Regions from separate parts of the Gossypium hirsutum genome. Here region 1 is linked to region 2. A link is a contact called in public Hi-C data. All regions are on one chromosome and are shown on one strand. Each heading gives the region's core, a stretch centred on a gene start, on an enhancer-like site or on the middle of the called end of the contact. The rest is flanking DNA. Distances are from core to core; before and after follow the strand shown.

The links. Hi-C and Micro-C count contacts between places; a contact is called where the count stands out from the background.
Region 1: a Hi-C map of leaf shows a contact between it and region 2, with 3 times the contacts expected there. The contact joins the enhancer-like site here to the promoter of LOC107910037 in region 2. A contact is called at or near these places in 2 of 34 Hi-C or Micro-C datasets (both in leaf).

Annotation. Positions count from the first base shown.
Region 1 is chrD02:54,771,871-54,774,999 of Gossypium_hirsutum_v2.1, forward strand. No RefSeq gene overlaps it. Among protein-coding and RNA genes, the nearest start is that of LOC107910033, 25 kb to the right of the region's middle. Within about 2 kb of position 1,316, at least 4 of the 9 cell types and tissues checked have an H3K27ac peak or open chromatin away from gene starts, as enhancers often do. A contact at or near this core is called in leaf, where this site is marked.
Region 2 is chrD02:54,654,327-54,657,726 of Gossypium_hirsutum_v2.1, forward strand. It overlaps LOC107910037 (protein WVD2-like 7), which reads left to right and starts at 1,476. Exons shown (of 9, transcript XM_016837776.2): 1 at 1,476-1,846; 2 at 2,692-3,400. The coding sequence starts at 1,805.

The sequences.
Region 1 (3,129 bases), core at 66-2,565, 120 kb after region 2:
TTGGCCCCCTTAAAAAAAATTTAGTTTTGCCCCTGATTCCAAGCCCAACCATGTTGAAGCTTATTAACCAAAATAAGTTTCTCCGAAACCAATCCAACGACAAAGGTTCATGTCCTCTTTATCTCCTCTTCACAACTAGGCTCCAGAAGCTAATGAACCTCAAATTGATACTGGTGGATCTTGCGATCCCTACTTTGACCTCCACCTCCCATTTCTACAAGCAATGAGTAGTGATAAAAAAATTGGAATGTCACAAATATTTAACTTTATGAACTGAAAATAAATCAATCTAACTCAGATTTGCAACACATATATCTAAATGTTCTTTGATGTTATTTTCTAGTAACCTGCCACGCTCCTAAGTAAAACAAGGACCTTAGAAGCCTAGATCAACCAACCAACAATCACCTAGAGTTGCTCGAAAATCTGACATGCACCTTTCATTACAAGTCCAACTCACGCACTTCTTAAAAGAGTAAGCAATTTCGTTAAAATCCCTATAAACTAACTATCACATATCTATATTTTAGCAAATTTATCTTAACAGATCCCATGACTCCCTACGACGATGCTCATCTGAGGCACCACAAAACTCTATCAATCATCCAAATCTGCTCTAAAATCCACCATGCACCTTTCATTATGAATTTGACCCTTGCGTTTCTCAAAAGAGTAAGCAATTTCGTTAGAATCCCCAAAACTAACCACGACTTATCTAAATTTTAGCAAAGTCATTTTAACAAATCCCATGACTACCCACGATGATGCTCCTTCGGGGTACCATAAAACTCTATCAATCTCTAACTACATCAATCTTCATGTATATGAACATCGATATGACCATGTGAGAAACTCCTCAAAGTAATCTGGTAATTTTGTTTCCAAGCCAAATATAAACCACCTCTACTACAACTGAACTTACATTAAAACCATTAATATAGTCACACTTTCTCTTAAACTTTTCCATCCTTGTAGCCTATAGCTTAGTTTCTATCAAGAACATTATAGTGGGTTGACATGCCTGAGTAAAAATTGAAGTTGACGGATTGTAATAAGATTCCCCAATCCATGGACATTCTAGCTAAGGGCCTTCTTGGTGTTTAGTTAGTTTAGCTCTCCAGACCTACCTATAACTCATTATGATGTGCAAAAGATTGCCAATTGGATGCTACAGTTGAAGCATCTTTATTCGCCCTTGAAAAAATACAAGTCGAGACCCTTAACTACTTTTTCCCATCAACAATCTCTATAGGCCTATCTTTTGAATCAAGGCCCATTTGTTGGTTCTGACCCATCTCAGCCCCATCCTTATCTATCTCCTTACTATCTCCACATTTAAGATGACCCCCTAAATTTAATCCTAGATTGATGCTAACTTCATGCATAAAATTTCATTTTGGAAAAACCTCTTTGATATTCTCTTCAGTCAATTTTATCCCCCAAAATCTAGGGGTAATTTGTCCACTTTCCTCTCGCAACCAACAACTAGATAGCAAGGTAGCTCTCTAACTTCAAGCCCTTAACGAGATATCCTATTTGAAAACTGCTCTTTTGGCTTGATACATTTTGGGCAAAAATTTCCTCGTGTCCAAGACAACCACACACAAAGCAAAACAAAGTAAATCTTTTATATTGAAAGTTGAGATAGACCTCTTAAGTTTGTGAAAATGCAATCTTCTTCTTTCTCTTTAGCGAAAGACATACATGCACATGAACTTGAACTCCCATATACTTGCGATACCCAGAGCTTATAGATTTCAAATCATAACCGATAAAAAGTACCAAAAGGTCTTGAAATTGAACCCAAAAAACAAGAAATAACGAAACTCTTAAATGATCTTCACGCTTTTCAACCTTCTAAACCAACAAAAGGTGATTATTGAAAGTGCAAGACCCCCCTTCCATAATCCTATTGATAACAAAATCATAATAAAACTTTTCTCCTCGAGATTCGATTTTGAAACACCACCCCCCGAATGTCACAAATTAACCAATGTGTTCCTCATAGACTTAAAATGAATAACACTAGCAGTAAGAAAGCGCCTTACAAAGCAATAGTCAAGATCCTGATTAATATCTTCACCATCGTATCAGTTTGTCAAGCCTCATCGTCTCCTTCTTTGATCAACAATCATGCAAGAGCAACCTCTATCATGAAGACAACAAGATCCCAAAAAGAGAAAAACCCAACAAAATGACAAAAAAGAAGAGAAAATGGAAAAAAGTGTGCCACAAAAATAGATAAAAAAATGTACCACAAGAGCAAACGGAGAAAATATGTCACAAGAGTAGACTCTAATATTTAAAATTATATAATAACTACTCATTCATTGTTTTTATCCAACCTCAAGTAATAAACTTACTTTATTATTTAAAAATTAAAATTAAATTAAAATTTATATTTTTTTAATAAATTGAAATTCAACCTTGAAATATTTATGTTGAGTGGTGAGAATGAAATTAGATTGAAAACCTAAAATGTTAACAGATATATAAAGGAATTTACATAAATGGTTACAAGTGCCTTAATAGTCCACACCACTGTTTTATCATCTGGGATTTGGAAAAATCACAAATATAGTAATTTGACCCCATCACGCAATCATCAAATTTAATGAAAGAGTGATTCTAGAGACCCTTCCCATTGTAATTTACCCATTAAATTGCTGGTTGCTTACTCTAGTCATAGCATTTCGGTTCCTATGATCCAAATCTCGTCAGCTTTGAGTTGGCATTTGATTTACTTTTTGATTCAAAACATGGAATTTGGGTTATGAATTTATGAGTCTATCAACAAAGGAGGCAGCAGAAAGAGAGAGGAAAGTGGAGATTTTAGCCAACACCACCACCGCCCAATCACTATTCTATAACAAGGCTTTATTCTTTTGTTTGTTCTAACACGTAATTTCTTCCTACCAAAGCAATTAGGCTGATTATTAGGATTTTTTTTTTTTGTTGGGGTGGGGCGCACTGACTCTACTTATACGGTTAGAGGGAAGTTGAGAGGCTGGCAGGTGCTATAAAATTTTAGTTTTCCTTTAAATAATAATAAAATTGTAAATTAATATAAGATAAAATTTTTTTAATTTATTAAATATAAAAAAATATTTAATCCTTTAAAAATAATGA
Region 2 (3,400 bases), core at 226-2,725:
TTGAATTTATCTCCAACAAATATCATTAAATCTATAATAAAAATAAATTTAGTCAATCATTTTATTAAACAAGAAATATTAATAAATATAAAGATCCAGAAGAGAGAACAAATTACATTAGTAGTTTAGTTTGCAACCCCTACTAGATTAAAAAATAAACTTTCAATTGTTTTTTTTCCGATAGGCATATTACCCACGATATCTAATTGATTCTAATTTTCCGATAGGATAATAATCCATATATCTCTATTATGACAAAATTTTTAATTGAATTAATTGGATTTATTAATCAAATTTCAATTTCATTAGGTAATTATTAAAATTTCGTTCTTTTTTTTATAAAATAATTTATATTATTATGATGTGATTTGATTTGAATAAAGGGCACATTAAATATTAAATATGTAATTTTATAATTTTAATTAAAATATCAATTGATTTTTATGTTATATATATTTCTATATAAAGATTAAACGCTTTGATTTAATGAGAATATTAAAATGATTATAAATCTCATTTATATTAATTAAAATTTTTAATTATATATTATCTTATTTTTAAAAGGTTTTGTTATGTACTTATGATCATTAACTCGAGAATCAGATAAGGTCCAGGTCGCCCACCCGTGATCTGGAAGTTTGTAAAGGAAGTTTGCGGTCTCAGTTTACACTCACTTGGTGCTCGCAAGGGGAGCTTGTTGTCTCTGCTCATATATATCTAAGGAGCTTGCATGTGGGGTCACGAAGTCTAGTAAACAACCTAGAATAGTACACATGTCCTGTATGCATAGAGTCTACTAAGAAAATTAATTTTATAAACACTAACCATGTATATAAATATTCGATTGTCCCATTTAATGAGACGCAACAAAAAAAATTTACTCATCAAGTTTATATATTTTTTATACTACAATTAAATTGATTAAAATGATTTGATTCTAATTAAAAAAAAGAAACAAATATTGAATAAATAGCCACATGATGATGGAATTTTTTTTAACAAATATATAGCGGAAATTAAACTTAAAAGATTTCGATTTTATTATTTCAAAAAAAAATTACATGAAAAATTGTACATAAACAGTGGATTAATCTTATTAATCTCTTACAAATTATAATATAAAATAAGCTTTAAGTAACTTAAGAAAAAAATGTTAAAAGTATTCTCGGCCTTCAGAGACCCCATAGTGACCATAAGTCGTAAAAGCACTGCTGGGAAAGTCAACAACAGATAAATGAAGCTCAAACGTGGGACATTACCCAACACTTGCATTGCCAACCATACCAGAAAACGGTGTCGTTCCCAATCCGAATGCGAGCTTTCTCTAGATCTTCTTCCTCCTCTGAAGTCTGATCCATAATCACAGCCGTCCGATTATAAGTGCGGTGATGATCTGATGAGGACAAGACAAAAAGGACAACCAACCCCACATGATAAAAGGGTTTTTTTTAACGAAAATAAATAAATAATGATTGAATTGATGGATCAACCTTTTTAAGCTCTTCATTACGTTCACAAACTTTCTACTCTTACTACTATACACAAACAAATTCACAATTTTTATTCCTTTTTTTAGAAAGATCTGAAAATAAACGAGAAAAACAAACAAAACAAAAAAAAACCTTGGAGCTTTGGCTTTTTTTGTTTTTGGCGTGTTACTCGCAAAGCACTTTTAGTTAAGATTCGTGTATTACTGTTGAAGTTGTGAAGAAATGTGTTTTGTTTTGAATTTGATTGACTGGATCCGTTTGATACGCTGGGGATGTAGCTTCCTCACTCTTGAATTTTGAGGTAACTGCTGCGAATGGCGGGAGAGTTTCAAGAGCCTTTCAACATTAGTTTTCTGGTAAATTTTCTTGCTCTTTCTTTCCTTTTGGTTAGGTGTTTGGAATTTCTATTATGTGTTTCATCAATGGAATTATATTTGTCAACTGGATAATTGTTGTAGTGCTTACTGAATATTGTGAAACCGGTTTATGTTTAGAAATGGTGGAATCTCAATTTGTTTTTAACTAATGAAATGATAATCTCACTTATGAAGTTTAAAACAAGAAAAAAAAATTGTAGTGGTTGGTTCACTTCATTTGCAAAACGAACTTACTTCATGTTCATAGTTTGTACATATATATCCCCTTTTGGATGACTCAAGTTCATTTACTTGCTATTTAGGTTTCAGTTTCTCTAGTCCATATCTCGATTAGTTCTAGTTTGATCATGATCACTGTTTCCTATCTCAATTTTTGATGATATTATTGAATAAAATGTCATGTATTCACAAAAACATACATAATGTATCTCAGACAAAGAAATGCAATTGTTCTTAGGAGATGGTATGTATGTTAGCCATTAGTTTTGACATTAACTTATAATTATAGTATTAGATATGTTAGTTATTCTTTTTCAAACTTCAAATTATCTATGGAACCACTTTTGTGTCATTAGAAATGTCTACTATATTATTTTTGAGAAGTTGAAAATCTACAGAAGATTGTCTTTAGCTATAATGGCTTACGGTATCTCAAGTACCTCTACCAATGGGTATTTAAGTGCTGGTGAATTTTGATCTTGCTAACCATTTTTATGAGTTTCTGATCCATGAACTGGATCATAAAATACGATTTACTTTATTCTCTGATAACTTGTCCACCTATTTGATTTATTCTAACTCCACATTCTTTTCAATCTTGGCAGACAGAATCTTTGCATTCTGGTTCTATATCATTTGGCAGATTTGAAAATGAGCCCTTAGCTTGGGAAAGGAGATCCTCTTTCTCACACAATAAATATCTTGAAGAGGTTGAGAAATTCTCGAAACCAGGTTTAGTTATAGAGAAGAAAGCTTACTTTGAAGCTCACTTCAGGAAGAAGGCACTTCTTCTCCAAGGTTCATCCGAGGGCCAAACTGGAGGTGAAGATCAAACCTGTGAGAATGATGCCGTGGAGAACGAGGGTTACAGAGAATACCAAGTGGTTGAAAATCATGCTGCTGAGAACAAGCATTATGAAGAAGGATCTGATAGTTTAAGTAAAGATAGCCATTGCAATCATTTTGGTGAGAATGGCTTGGATGATGCAGATTGTAGGGAAGATTTTTGTTGTGGAAGTGGAAATGAAGGGAACCAGTCTGGTGATGCAAATGAAGGTAGCCTTTGTGCTCACTTTGATAATGGTCTTGAAGATTCAAAATATCATACTGAGGGTGCATTGATTGAATGTGGACTGGAATATCCTGGAGGTTTATCTACTTATGAAACTCATGTTTTGGTCCCTGGAGATGTTAAACCTGAGGAGTCTCCTGAAAGTGAAATTGGATGCGATACACCACTTATTAGCAACGATAAGCCAGATAAAAAGGTAGAGGAAAACCATGATGACAATGCAGTTAGTATTGATGAATCAT